5 separate regions of the Mus musculus genome follow, and all the other regions are linked to region 5. Evidence: chromatin contacts called from public HiChIP or PLAC-seq, capture Hi-C and promoter capture Hi-C data. All regions are on one chromosome and are shown on one strand. Each heading gives the region's core, a stretch centred on a gene start, on an enhancer-like site or on the middle of the called end of the contact. The rest is flanking DNA. Distances are from core to core; before and after follow the strand shown. Region 1 overlaps Rabgap1l (RAB GTPase activating protein 1-like). Region 2 overlaps Rabgap1l (RAB GTPase activating protein 1-like). Region 3 holds the start of Klhl20 (kelch-like 20). Region 4 holds the start of Tex50 (testis expressed 50). Region 5 overlaps Rabgap1l (RAB GTPase activating protein 1-like).

Region 1 (2,700 bases), core at 107-2,606, 430 kb before region 5:
TCTCAGAATTTATAGAATTCTTGGTGCAGTTAAAATTTATCTCCTGAAGACGGAAGGGGGAAAAAAAGAATTTCTCTCCCTTCTGAGTAATTCTGTTAAAAAAAAAAAAGTACCAAAATATAAAAATGAAACAATTCATTTGGGGCATCAATACCAGTTGATAATAATTTTCCTTTGTCCCACTAAAAATACAAATATCTGATGTGATTCTGGAGAAACACAAGGGTTTCATTTATAAACTGTTTTTCTCCCTGCTGATAAATATTCTTAGTCCTTTTATATTTAAAGTTAAAAGTTTCTTTTAATTACTCAAACCAGCAGATAGTCACAAACTATCCATCCCTTAGTTCCCACAGGTGGTTTTTGGAGGGCAGCTGGAGATGGTAAGCAGGCTTTATGTTTTCAGAAGGAAAGTTCTCTCAACCACTAAGATAAATCACCCATGCTTATTCCATGCATGACAGTGTAGGCAAAGAAAATGGAAGACAGGAACGTTCCTCCAAAAACATGTTACCTGCTCTTCCTGTGCCTGCCCTGAGTATTACCAGTACAATAGTACTGAGAAGTATTTTCTGTTAGTATTAAACATTAATTTGGTGACATCTGTTAAAGTAAAAAGAAATACCGCTATGTGTTGCCTTTAGGTTTTATCACCAATACCAGGATTATATTATCTATATTCGCTGGCTTGTGAGAGAATGGGTAAACAAACTCAGAATGCAATCTAGGGTCTATTTTCCTAGGTTTTCCTAAAATTCTTCCTATCCCATAGCATGTCTACTTAACTAGTATCACCTTGCGCCATTTAACCGTGACTGGGAGCTCTGCAGTCCTGTAAGCGTTCTGTGGTAAAGTGCCTGCTCACAGAAGGGCAAACACCTCTGCTAGGAAACGGCCAAGTCTAATAGGCTTACTTAAACAGAAAATGCAATATCTTAAATAAATTCTCATGATTAAAACAACTTCAAGCTATGTTTGACCCTTCCGGGAGCCAGTAAAGCATTTTCACTTCATTTTCCCCCACAATGCAGCTTTGTGTTTAGAGAATTACTTTCATTAAGAATTCCTCCGCACATTTATCTTAAAGATGAATAGCCAAGTAAAAATTAAAAGATAATCAGGACTCAAGGCATCATGAATTATCCGGGCAGTCCATACCTTTTGAATTCCTTTCTATCTTTTCAGTAGTATTTTTAAAGATAGCGTGGACCTCGTCATATTTTCATCAGGGCAGCAGACTTGGAGGTTTACCTCGCAGCGTGGCTCTCCAGATGTGAAAGCCAGAGCAACTGCTTCCCCTCTTCCCTTTCTGCAGTGACTCAGTGCTGCCACTCTGATAGCTGAATAGCACCAACAAAGACACCTGTTGTGAAAGGTAACCAAACTACTTCCCGTCATGCCTTTCTTTGTGCTGGCAACCGCCCAGGGGCAAACAGGAATTATAACCTCACTTGAGCAGTCCCCTCTGTGCCCAGCGAGAGCACATTTAGAGAAACAATAGGTAATCTTCTTGGTTAAGAACACTTAAAGCCCAAGGGGGAAAAATAGGACCTGGGGGAACAACAGACCCAGGCACGTTAAAGGTGCTGCACATTCAACTCATAAGGCTTAAGGGATCAGAGAATCTGTGCAAAAATCGATTTATAAGACAACTGAAGATTGTAAAGATAGTTTTAACTTTACACAAAGGGTGGACAAACAGTTCTATAAGCTCCGACCTTCCTTCCTTCCTTCAAGAATCCTCTAATGGTCACAGAGACCAGATACTACTGACGCTTCATTTCTAAATCCAAAATACCTGTCTGTCCACCACAGTGCTTAGATTTTCTTGAGTAACACTGACTAGGATTTCTAAGCCCTTTCTTTGTATTTTTGCCATTCTTAAATACGCCTTAAAATATACATTCTGGATCTTGCTAGGAAATGAAGTTTTTTTTCTTTACATAAACAAAAAAGCATGCTCTTTGAAAACTGATGATCTTAGGAAAAACTTGTTGCTGTACCGATTTTTCTTTTCCAAGACATTTTCTACTGACTCTGAAGCAGTCTGCTAACATTCTCCCCAACTTCAGCAGCTTTTGTTCACTGTCCCGTTTATCACTAGTCTTTCAGTTTCACCAGACAGACACCCTTCTTGTGACTCCCCCACTGTCCACTGGGTGCCTGAAACCCACTGGATCATCTCCCAAGAGTTTCTGCAGTTTTGAACCTCACAGTATGCCACTGACTGGGAGAAATGGCAGTGGGGCAGAGAATTACCTAGGACCAAAGATGCAAACGCTGAGGACACCACCACTTAGTGGATCAACGGGCAGCAGAAAGCAAAGCAGTCCTGGTAAACACAGGTCCCCAGTTCAAACAGGATCCAGCCAGCTGTCTACCTGCAGAGCGACTCCCTTAAACTTAGGTTCCCGTTTCCTCTTGTCACGTAAATTGAGAGGGAGACTGGATCAGTGGTTTCCCCAGCATGCAGGAAAAGCAAAAGCAATGTGTCTAGTTTCCATCCACTAAATGGGCTAAATGGGGGATTTCAAAGAGAGAAAGCCTTTTAAGTCTCTATCAGAGTAAAGTGCAAGGGGTAACATGAAATGTAGGTATTAAGAACTCCCCAGAGTTGCTAAGTGTTTCGATAAATTCAGTCTACTTTGATAGACAACTGGAGATTTTCAATAACAAGTCTTTATACCAAGAAAAAGGGAT
Region 2 (2,700 bases), core at 43-2,542, 330 kb before region 5:
AACACTTTAAAGGCCCAATCTTTTAGGATAGATTAATTGGAATTTGATAGATAATAAGCAAAAAGAGGTGATTTGGTTCTGGGGATTTTTCATGGGCAACCACTAGAGGTCAGTATTGGAGCACTGAAAGTCAAGTACTTGTTTCCTGTAACAGATTTCATAGACCCTCAGAAGAGTTATTTAAAAACCCTCATGCCACATCTTCCCTGTGTTATTAATGATGACTAATAAGATGTAAAATATACAAACAGCAGGTTATTTTATTCTCCCTTTCCCCTAGTTTCATAACATATTCACATTTACTATAATTCTTTTATTATTTCGCCCCAAATGAATAGTGAACAAAGTGTTCAATATATTGCATATAAAACATTTAAAACAACTTTTTTTTAAAGAAGAAAGAGAGATGCAGGATAAATTGGGATTAGCACCATTCCCTGCTGCACAGTGGACTTCATTGGTGGGCCACTCATTTACCTATCAGTAAGTAGATCCCTATAAACTATGGAGGACGGAACCTGTCTGTGTCTTTAAGGGTACACACACACCAGTTGTCAGGATGCTACCTGGAATAGAGATGTTCAGTCTGAGAAAGGTGATTCTAAGTAGATGACCTGTCCCTCTCTGTCTCTCTGTCTGTCTCTCTCTGTTTGTCTCTCTGTCTCTCTCTCTGTCTCTCTCTCTGTCTCTCTCTCTCTCTCTCTCTCTCTCTCTCTCTCTCTCTCACCTAGGACTTTGCATATGCTAAGCAACAACTCTACTACCAACTTACATTCTCAACCCTCATTCTTCCTTTTCCTTTCTTCTCCTCCCCTCCCCTCCCCTCCCCTCCCTTCCCCTCCCCTCCCCTCCTTCCCTTTCCTAATTGCCATCTTAGAACAATTCAACTTTTACTTCTACCCTCTGTTGATTTCCTGCCACCTACAGCCACTAGCAGCCTGGTCTACAAACAAAACAAAAGAAAACAAAACAAAACACAAAACAAAACAAAACAAAACAAAACAAAACAAACCCTCTAAGACACGTGATATAATTTGAGCTCAGTTAAGGGACCTAAATTACTTGTGCTATGGGAACCTAAAATCTTTATTGTAAGGAACTATAAAAATATTGCTTCATTCACTTTTACCAGTGGGCCTCGTGAGATGGCTTGGCACTTGCTGTGTATGCCCAAGGAGCTGACTTTATTCTAGAAACCAATGTAAAGGTGGGGAGGTAGTGCCATCGTATTCATTCATGGTACTCTTTCAGAACGTGAGGTGGGAGGTGGAGACAGAAGAGTCTCCTGGAAGCTTGCAGGCTCCCTTCAAGCACAGACACATGAGGCCCTGCCCTCTCTTTAACATAACAAGTGAGGCAGAAAACCTGAATGTTGTTGTCTGAATACATGCAAGGCTGTATTCCCAAACACATTGATCACAAAATTTAGGATTTAGAAAAATTAAGATATTAAACTAACTTTTTGTCTGTTAGGCTATCATTAATTGCTCTATTTTGAAAAAAGAAAAGAAAAAAAAAAGAAAAAAGAAAATTTCAAATATGCCAGGTGGTTTACTAAGTTCGTAGAATTTAGGACTGTACTGTCCAGTTTTCTGGCTCTGGCTCAGCTCTCTATGCGTTAAGTCAGTGGTGTTCAGCCATAGCTATTTATTAAAATCACTTGGGGAAATTTTATACCACACAGAGGCCGATGCTTGACCAGAGAACAACCACAATAACAACAAAATATTTCTCAGGAGCCATATAGTTACTTGCATTTTTAAGAACTTCCCAGGCAATGATGCCATAAATTCAAGATGAGAATTGAGCATTAACCAGAAGTAGCAAGTCACCTATTTGTCAGAATGACCCAAAAAAGTCTTAGTAATGCTCTAGATTCTACTTCAGCTGATCTAGGCAGGGCCTGGGCTTGTAAGGCATTTCTGATATGCACCAAATATTTACAGCTAACCTAATATCTAAAGATAAACCCAAAATTCATCCATTTGTACACAGGAGGATGGATATTATTTCAGAAACTGAAAAATGACTAATGTTAAATAATCTCTGGAACATGTAAATTCTGATCATAAATATTACCAAAATGTAACCTCTTCAGTTCCCTAATGAATATTCCTTTCATGCACATTCACATCATAAAAATTCACGAACGGAACAAAGTTGATGCTTCCCACAGCAAACAAACAGTATATTATTTTTATTATGCAATGATCTCAAAGTATTTACAATATCAAGGTAACATTAAATTTATGAATTTAAAAATGAATATATGTAGGGCTGGAGAGATGGCTGTGGAGTTAAAAGCACTGGCTGCTCTTCCAGAGGACTGAGGTTTAATTCCCAGAATGCACATAGTGGCTCACAAACATCTATCACTCCAGTTTCAGGGAATCTGACACACTTTTTGGCCGCCAAAGGCACCAGGCACACATGTAGGCATACATGAAGGTAAAACACTCATACACATAAAATAAAAAATAGAAATTAACAGTGGCATAATTCCAGTTATAAAATAGCAATTAAAATAATGTTATGGTTGGGAGTCACCACACCATGAGGAATTGTACTAAAGGGTTGCAGTGTTAGGAAAGCTGAGAACTATTGCTTTAGATGATTTGCCAGCAGTAAGAAAGTGTGTAACGATCATTTAGAAAGTTGTTGAGGACATGTAAGTTCTATTAAATTTCACAATCGTGTCTG
Region 3 (2,700 bases), core at 147-2,646, 400 kb after region 5:
TTTGAGGGCAGTTTGGTCTACATAGCACGTTCCAAGACAGCTAGGACTGCATAATAGTTCTTGTTTCAAAGCAAACAAACGAGCAAAGAAACCCAAAAATCCCTAGACAACACAAAACAACACAACCAAATAAACGAAGTTGCTATTTTCTGACATTACTAGTTTCGATTTACTTGAAACAAGAACGATTAATTCCAAGCAGGATTTGTTAAGGTTTGTGAATAAATAATCGTAAACGATGCACTGTTAGTAGAAGCTTAATTTCAATCACTGAAATCAATGTTTCATATTCTTAAAAAGGCTTACCTGCGCATTGGCTTTCCTTCCCTGCACCATGAAAAGTATCCTTCACCGTGTTCTAAAGCCGTACCTTCAACAAGAGAGAAGTAGTAGCTTACTAAAAACTGTTCGAGTTCTCCAGCAACTTGTATAATCACTTCACTCATTTCGTCTGTAATCAGGAATCTTACATCCTAATGTAATCTTTGCGTAGATGCGCAATCATAATGTAATGCCTTTAAGAGGACTATCACTAACTAAAGATGCTAAGGTGACAGATTATATGTGAATGTGAGGGTGACTGGGAAAGCAGTCAGGATCAAAATAGTCATGATCGCTAGTTGGTGTTTTCTGCTCAAGAAGCACCTGGGGAGTTTTTTGATTTTTTAACTTCACCATCAAGTATATTTGCAGAGTAATCACTTGATACCAGCAGCAGTACTAATTTAGTGACTCGGATAGGAAAAGCATTGTTTTAGCACTGAATCCGAAGGTTGTTAACTTATTCTGAAGTGACAAGCAGGCCGGAGGCGGTTGCCTTTAAAAACAACTCCACTTCCGACCAGCCCAGCCCGGGCAGCTTGAACAAGGGCAGGGAAAGTAGTTCTAGACTACAACTCTCCCAAGCTCTCGTCTTAGTCGCCGAAATATTGTTCACCGCCAGGATCTTGCTGGCTTCCAGAGAGAAAATGGGAGGCAGAGTGCTCGCTCCCTTAGAATTCCAAGTGAAGCTGTCCAGGATGCGGAGTCCTGCGTCCCCAGCAAGCATTGCACAGCCTTGCCCTGGCTTCAAGACACCTCGGGCAGCCAGCAGCAGCGCAGCCTGGAGCCCTGAAAGGCCCGACCGAGGAACCCTACCGTCCCTTAGAGGCACGACTGACAGGCAGCCTAGAAAGCACTGCCCTGACCCCGCCGGGCAGTTCGGCAAGTTGAGCTCATAGATCTGCAAAGCGAGACCTAGGGCTCTGTTCTCCATCCCGTGCTCTAGAGCTCTGACTTACTGGCTTTGACACTTTTCTCTCTGCGGCACCCTCTCTGCCTTCTCCGCCCTCTCTGCCTCCACCTCTGGAGCCGCTAGCGCAGGCAGGATGCGGCTCCTGCAGCGATTTCCTTTCCCTGCACCCGCCCAGATCCAGAAACAGGAAGCGGTCCGATGGCTAAATCCTTCCCACGGAACTGCACGTGTTCGGGCAAGTAGTTCCGTCATGGCTCCGGAAGTAGCTGTGCCTTTCGCTGAGCGTTTCCCAGGACTGGTACCATTAGTCGATCTGACTTTTACAATATACTTAGAGAGCAACCAAATAAAATATGTATGAGGTGAGGGTTTCATTTTTGAGTATATAACTAAAAGTCTGTTGCTGATGTATTGAAAACTATACAAGGCTATTATTAACCAAAATTTCTTTAGCTGAACTTTATTTGACATCTATAGACTCTGTGCAGTTGTTTTTGATAGGAAATATACCTCATATTAATAAACTTGTAGTGGGAATGATTGGTCTTTAAATTCAACTTCTAATTCTAGTTCTATGATACACTTTGTCATTTGGCCAAGTTTTTTCTTCATATGTACCAGTGATATATAAGTAAATAATATATGTACTAGTAACAGCTATGGATACCCCATTTATTATCAAATACTTAGCATATAACATTGTGTATTAGTTTATCAGTTCTAGTATCTCTCTTATTGAAGGATTTATTACCATTTTTCCAAATGGTGGTAGCATTATGTTTCAGATAGTGCCATTCCAGTCGGTACCAAAGCGTTATGTAACTTACAAAAGGGTAAGGGTATCTACGGAGCATAGCCTGTAAGGGTTAGAGCCACAACTTGATGCCGTGTACAATGGTTCTAGATTCTGGCCACAATTATATTATATCTTCCTCCAGAAAGGTTCAAGGATTCTCGTTGGTCCATATTATTGGTACTTTCAACTTTAATTTTTTGCCAATCTGATGGGTATAAAATAGTTTAGATGTACATTTTTCTGATCCATTGAAATGGCATCTTATATGTGCACCTCTCAGGTTTCTTTTGTGTAGATTGTCTAAAAGTCATCTTCAAAGTGACTCAGATTCTTCCAAAATATGAGTCATGATTTTAATTCTTTATAGCTATACAGTTCTATAGCAAGGGAGTTATAAAAACATTAAGGAATGCTAGTAACTAAAATGGGCTTTTAAGCCAGGGTGAAAGTAATATTTCCTATTCTTAACCCATTGATTCCTTCTTAACCTACTACCCACTGTAAGCTGGCTTGTGCTTCAACTACTCTGTTTCTTTTTAAAGGGGAGGAGTTCAGTGTGAATCAGCTCTTCATATTTATGCCAATTAACAAAGTATACATAAAAATAAACATATGAAAAAACTGGCATTTCCAATTATTATAGAACTCCTACAATCCCATAGGCGTCCTC
Region 4 (2,700 bases), core at 22-2,521, 420 kb after region 5:
ATGAATAAGTAAATAAATAAATAAATGAAAAAAAAAATTCTCTTACTAAGCAACATCACTGTATAATAAGTACATATTAAAAAAAACAAACAAGAAAACATCTATATATCTGATGGTCAAGGAGATGTGTTTGCTCACGTGTTTAGTGGAGTTCTTTTTTGTTGTTGGTTTTTTTTTTTTTTTTTTTTTTTGGTTTCTTGAGACAGGGTTTCTCTGTGTAGCCCTGGCTGTCCTGGAACTCACTTTGTAGACCAGGCTGGCCTCGAACTCAGAAATCCACCTGTCTCTGCCTACCAAGTGCTGGGATTAAAGGTGTGCGCCACCACTGCCCGGCTAGCAGTTCTTAATTGTCTCAAATTATAGCACTGTCTATTGGCAAAATTTGGAATTAAGTGCCCTGTTTCCCACCAAGTCCTAACATCTAAAATCAGTTTACAGCCTGCTTGGAAAGCTCACGCTACCTTTTGTAGTGAGCTCTCTTTGGTAGACTCACAGGTTCTCTAGGAAACCCCTTGTTTCAGATCATTTTATGGGAAAGCTGAGAAGAGCACTTAATTTACCTCACTCCTATAAGCCTGCCTACTGCATCTTAATGTTTTATTGTGCTTTGTAACTTGAAGTAGGAGTTGAGATGATTTTAAGGACCGTGTGACTAAACATTCCTCTGTGGCATTCTTAGCCATGCCCACGTCCTGTCCTGCTAGGTAATGGTGGTGAGGTGGGTGGGGAGCAGGGGAGATGGACAGCTTTAAGGATCTGGATAACCTTGGGCTATCCACTCTTTGAGATTCTATAAATCCTATTTGCATCACAAATTCACCTTTTTTTGGTGTCTTGTCCATTTCATCCATAGGTAATGCACAGATAAAGCAAACAGGATTAAGCAGAGAGCTTGTACTAAGATGTAAGTGAGGTGTAAGGCGCTCTGTAAGAGGTCCATGTTAGCAAAATTGCAGCAGAGTGTGTCCAGAGGATAAGGTAGGCAGCTGGATGGGGGGGCCTTAACTTTCAGGTAGTGCACTTCCTCTGGAAAAATCTCCCATCCGACCTTTGTCCACGTTGTCCCGTCACAAATGGAGAAAGTCTCTCTGAAGAAGCAGAAGAGCAGAAGGGGAGAAAGCACAGACAGTCTTTGGGTAGACATCTTTTTTTTTTTTTTTTTTTTTTGTCTTAACTGAGAAGAAAATCTTGTGCTAAAAAATTGGTCAGACAGAGCAAAAGATGCCTCAATCACTAAAGAGGCACTCCTGTCAAAGCCTTTCAGATAGTCCTGCCAGTCAGCCCCTCATAGCCAGCAAAATACACAAAGATGGCCATTGTTACATCGTCAGTCATAGTGACTCAGGTGATTTCAGTGACATCATTAAAAAAATGCACTGGGATGAACAGGTGTACCCAGCTAATCACCCAGGTTTCTTGAAAATGAACTATTTGCTATTTGGCCAGAGTGTGTTTAACAGTAGGTATGCAGTCATAATAATGAAACCGCAATGGAAAAAAAAAAAAACCTAAACAAAGCAAACCCCCAAAGGTAGTGGTGTCTTGGAATGGGCCAACGGAAAGATTGGCTGTTTTGGACCCTGCCATCCAAAAAGCAGACTCTGGCAGAAAACTTGGATACTTACATGACATCTCCAAGCAAAGTGTTGAAGGTCTAGTTGATCTTTTTCTTGCTGTCTGTAGTGAAATGGGAAAGGAAAGGGATACATTAAAGGAAAGTGCTTTATCATGTCTAATGTAATTTGGGACCAATCCACAATTTCCAGCATTCAGTTGTTCTAAGAATCCGGTAAGCCCTTCCATTTATTTCAGGTTTTTATTTCTCTGCAAAGTGCACTTTTAAGCAGATCTTCTGGGCTGTATGTGTAAGCATGTGTGTCTGAAAGCTCAAGAAAAGAAAAGCACGTGACACTCTGCCTCCTGGAGCTCTTTCTCTGTGGTTACTCTCTTCTCCAGAGTGAACCTTTTGACAGATGTGGTTGATGGGATCCGCTGGTTTGCTTTATATTTCTCTGCGTCTTCAAAAATCCTATCACAATCCTAGGAGTACACTAAGCGTGCTGAAGTGATGTGTCCCGAGTGTTGGGAAACCCGGCTATTTTAAGGTTGCAGTCTACCATGTCCAGACAGCCTCTCTGAGCTCAGCACAAAACGGAGGACTCCCTGTTCCAGCAGAGCTTTTCCCCTTCTCTGCCTGACCTTGTCTGGGGAGTCTGACCCCACCATCCTCTACCTGAGGAAGGCCATGTCGTCCTTGGCAAACCTACAAGGTCACCTTCCTCTTTCCCCATTAAGAATCTGCCCAGCAAGTGCCTGGGACTCCTGTAATGCCTCTCCATGCAAATGATCCTTGGAGAAGGCCTTCTTCCCACCCCACCCCACCCCCCACTCTCATTTGGGATGCTGCAGGCCCCAGCCGCTCCAGGCCAGTGTGGAGTGGTGCCTGGATACCCTGGGGGGAGGAAGTGGAACCACACCCGAGTGCTGATTATCTGAGATCCTCAGACATGGACAGGGAACCTTCTACACAAACCTTGTCAAGTTCTGGCTGCGTGATGAGCTCCACAAGCCAATGGGCTTGCCCTTTTTGTCTTATTTTGTGTTTTTCTGTCCTGTCCTTTCAGATGCAAGGCTGATTCTGAAAAAAATTATTACAAAGTCCTCCCTCATCATTACTGACCCAGAAAAGGGACCGGGGAA
Region 5 (2,700 bases), core at 200-2,699:
ATGCACAATATAGCAGGCTTATTTAGTGTTCTATATTCAATTCCATACTACTTGCAAATATTAACATGGTCTCTAAAGTATCCAAGTTTACATACTGTCTTTCTATGACAGGAAAATCAAAAGTTCAAAAATATTATCCTAATTCAATCCTGTAGAAAATTGCTGCATTGTATGATACTTACTGCCTCTTTAATTTCACAGGAGAAAACATGTATCTGAAATTCTTCTGAGCCATGAGAACTCTCTGTAAATGCAAAGCAATTGCTCTCGGCTGTCCCATCATGCCCACGTGCACAGAAAAGCACTTTATAAATTGGAAAAGATGCTATCTCCACATTGCTTGACTGGTCTATGATTCTGCAGTAATTTAAAAAAAGACATAAAATATCAACTATCAAAGAACAAATCATGCCAATATATGATAACATAATGTAACTACCTTCAAATCACAAAACAGTTATTAATACAAGTAAACAAATTATTTTCATGCTATGAAAAATCTAACATATACATATATATATATACATATACTATATACACAAAATCATTTTACTTTAACAATTTCTTCATTCTTGTGTTTCCTAGGAGCCAACTCATATGCTATTCAAAGTCAACTATATATATATATATAGTTGACAGCAAGGTAAGAGTAAGATTGTTAAGAAAAAATTGTTTCAGTGGAAGAGAGAATGGGCTAGACAAGCATGAGAAGGACAGATGAAAATGTGTATCTATAAATACACACACACACACACATATATATATGTATGTATATATATATATATATATATATATATATATATATATATATATACACACACACATACACATCAAATTGTCAAAGAATTTTTTTCTTGTTTTTGTTTGACTAGTTAGTTTGTTTTTTGAGATAAGATCTATTAGGTAGTAATTGCTGCCCTAAAACTCATTTTGTAGAGCAGGCTGTCCTTAAACTCGGAGATACAAACTGTCTCTGCCTGAGATGAGAGCTATTACCACACCCCACACCCAGAAAAGAATTAAAAAAAAAAAAAAAAAAAAGCATTTTTCAGATCTCTGGAAATAAAGACATGTGATTGGAAAAAAAAGAGAGAGAGAAAATGAGCAGCACTGATCAGTCCTAGAAAGTCCATTTCTTTCTCATTCCTTTCTTTCCCCATGTGTGTCAGCAAGTATTTGTTATGTGGGGTCTGTACTTGCAGATGTTTGTGTGTGCAAGTGTAAATGCACGTTCATGTACATGTACATGGAGAGGTCAATCTCAGTTACCAATCCTTAAGAGCATTCCATCTTGTTTTCTTTGTTGTTTCGATTTTCCTACCTGGAGTGAGTGGCAGCCAGCAAGCCCCATCAATCCTGTCTGATTCTGTCCCTCACCACTGGGGTCACAGGCATGTAGACACACTGGAATTTTTTTTCTAGTGGTAGTGACTCAAACTTGGGTCCTGTTTTGTACAATAAGAGTTCTTGCTCACCTTGTTGTTTGAGACAAAGTGTCTCACTGGGACTCGTGGCTGGGACTGAGGCAAACAGCACCCAGGGATCTGCCTGTCTCTGCCTCTCATTTTGAAGGTTTGGGAGACAAAGGAAAGTGCTTGCTTTACAAGTTAGAGGGCACAGTAAGACCTCTAGAATCCACAGAAAAGAAAAGAATCTGGGTGTGGTAGCCTGTGCTTGCAATACCAGTGTTCGGGAGGTCAACAGGTGGCTCCTGAAACCCTCACAAGTAGGCCAGCAAGCCAGCCTAGCAAACCTGGCAAATTCCAGGCCAGTAAGGGACTGTGACTCAAAAATTTTTTTAATTTAAATTTTTAAAAGGTAGACAGCACCTAAAGAATGCCACCAGTGGATGTCCTCTGCCTCCAAACATCTACATGTCCTCACACACATTCCACACAACTCATATTTTAACACAGTGTGTTCCTAAGACACTAAGGACATCTTTATCAAAACTTTGTAAATTTACACCGCAATTAGTCAGTACTTTGTACTTAACTTACTATCCTAATAGTTTTGAAAATACCTTCTCCAAACAAGAACAAGTTCTAAGCCTAAATGTAATTTTTAATTGGTACTATAAGTCTAGAGAGTATAAGTGAACTCATAGTTAACCTACATCTGATTTATGAAACCCCATACAGAATGCATGAGTAACTCAGAATAGTGAGTCAGACGTTAAGAAAAAGAAAGTTAAGACTTACCTCACAGATCCTTCTGGAACATTGGGCACATACAGAGTAACAGCAAAGGGGTACTGACTGGAAGCTCTCATGGTGGCCATGGCCCGTAAAGCCTCCACTTCACTGCGTGGGGAAGAAACCTTCATACATCCTAAGTATGTCAGCTTGTTAAAGAGAACACTGTCTTCTTCAGGAAATCTGCTTGGAGAAGATGGTCTGGGTGTGGAAATTTCTGGGGGAAAAAAAGAAAGAAAACAATCAAGTCAGTAGTACACACTCCATAAACACAAGAGTCGTTTACTCATTTCCCTTATTGCTGGCTCACTAGCTTGTGTGAACTACTAAGTGTTCTAATGAATTTGTTTTTCTTTCAATTAATTTTTATGATTGTTTCACCCAATTTTACCACTCTGTATAATGAACACTTTGGAGGAATACATACATAATTCAATTTGCAACATGTTTTAAAAGCTCATTACTGTTATAGAATATCTAAAAATATATTATTTAAGTCATTAAC

Evidence for each region. Promoter capture Hi-C pulls out the DNA fragments that hold promoters and counts their contacts. HiChIP or PLAC-seq counts read pairs in DNA pulled down with a chosen protein or histone mark. Capture Hi-C pulls out chosen DNA fragments and counts their contacts.
Region 1: an RNA polymerase II HiChIP or PLAC-seq map of embryonic stem cells shows a contact between it and region 5, with 9 read pairs. The contact joins two enhancer-like sites. A contact is called at or near these places in 2 of 484 Hi-C or Micro-C datasets (the AML12 cell line and embryonic stem cells), 6 of 115 datasets of contacts at active chromatin or transcription factors (the 230-238 cell line and embryonic stem cells) and 2 of 9 other capture datasets (embryonic stem cells and pancreatic islet).
Region 2: a contact with region 5 is called in a capture Hi-C map of embryonic stem cells, with 5 times the contacts expected there. The contact joins two enhancer-like sites. A contact is called at or near these places in 3 of 15 datasets of contacts at CTCF or cohesin (the NIH/3T3 cell line and large pre-B cells), 72 of 484 Hi-C or Micro-C datasets (the 4T1 cell line, the AML12 cell line, B cells and 42 more), 12 of 115 datasets of contacts at active chromatin or transcription factors (the 230-238 cell line, the NIH/3T3 cell line, bone marrow-derived dendritic cells and 3 more) and 4 of 9 other capture datasets (adipose tissue, embryonic stem cells, liver and 1 more).
Region 3: a contact with region 5 is called in an H3K4me3 HiChIP or PLAC-seq map of embryonic stem cells, with 3 times the contacts expected there. The contact joins the promoter of Klhl20 here to the enhancer-like site in region 5. A contact is called at or near these places in 10 of 39 promoter capture datasets (the 3T3-L1 cell line, the C10 cell line, the SN4741 cell line and 6 more), 3 of 115 datasets of contacts at active chromatin or transcription factors (the 230-238 cell line, embryonic stem cells and large pre-B cells) and 2 of 9 other capture datasets (adipose tissue and pancreatic islet).
Region 4: a contact with region 5 is called in a promoter capture Hi-C map of embryonic stem cells, with 4 times the contacts expected there. The contact joins the promoter of Tex50 here to the enhancer-like site in region 5. A contact is called at or near these places in 14 of 39 promoter capture datasets (the 3T3-L1 cell line, the C10 cell line, the HPC-7 cell line and 7 more), 3 of 484 Hi-C or Micro-C datasets (CD4 T cells, granulosa cells and neural progenitor cells), 2 of 115 datasets of contacts at active chromatin or transcription factors (both in embryonic stem cells) and 4 of 9 other capture datasets (adipose tissue, embryonic stem cells, liver and 1 more).

What each region holds. Positions count from the first base shown.
Region 1 is chr1:160,307,820-160,310,519 of GRCm38.p6, forward strand. All of the region lies in intron 19 of Rabgap1l (RAB GTPase activating protein 1-like), which reads right to left. Among named protein-coding and RNA genes, the nearest start is that of Mir1927, 13 kb to the left of the region's middle. Within about 2 kb of position 1,357, at least 130 of the 459 cell types and tissues checked have an H3K27ac peak or open chromatin away from gene starts, as enhancers often do. A contact at or near this core is called in embryonic stem cells, where this site is marked.
Region 2 is chr1:160,399,534-160,402,233 of GRCm38.p6, forward strand. The region is part of intron 17 of Rabgap1l (RAB GTPase activating protein 1-like); the gene reads right to left. Among named protein-coding and RNA genes, the nearest start is that of Mir1927, 100 kb to the left of the region's middle. Within about 2 kb of position 1,293, at least 2 of the 459 cell types and tissues checked have an H3K27ac peak or open chromatin away from gene starts, as enhancers often do. A contact at or near this core is called in embryonic stem cells, where this site is marked.
Region 3 is chr1:161,130,083-161,132,782 of GRCm38.p6, forward strand. Klhl20 (kelch-like 20) reads right to left here and starts at 1,397. Exons shown (of 12, transcript NM_001039482.1): 1 at 1,281-1,397; 2 at 307-370. The coding sequence starts at 314.
Region 4 is chr1:161,158,043-161,160,742 of GRCm38.p6, forward strand. It overlaps Tex50 (testis expressed 50), which reads right to left and starts at 1,272. Exons shown (of 2, transcript NM_001195189.1): 1 at 821-1,272. The coding sequence starts at 1,144. Ankrd45 (ankyrin repeat domain 45) reads left to right here. Exons shown (of 8, transcript NM_001368766.1): 5 at 2,625-2,700.
Region 5 is chr1:160,733,347-160,736,046 of GRCm38.p6, forward strand. Rabgap1l (RAB GTPase activating protein 1-like) reads right to left here. Exons shown (of 21, transcript NM_013862.5): 4 at 2,202-2,412; 5 at 183-357. Among named protein-coding and RNA genes, the nearest start is that of Gm37083, 57 kb to the right of the region's middle. Within about 2 kb of position 1,450, at least 7 of the 459 cell types and tissues checked have an H3K27ac peak or open chromatin away from gene starts, as enhancers often do. A contact at or near this core is called in embryonic stem cells, where this site is marked.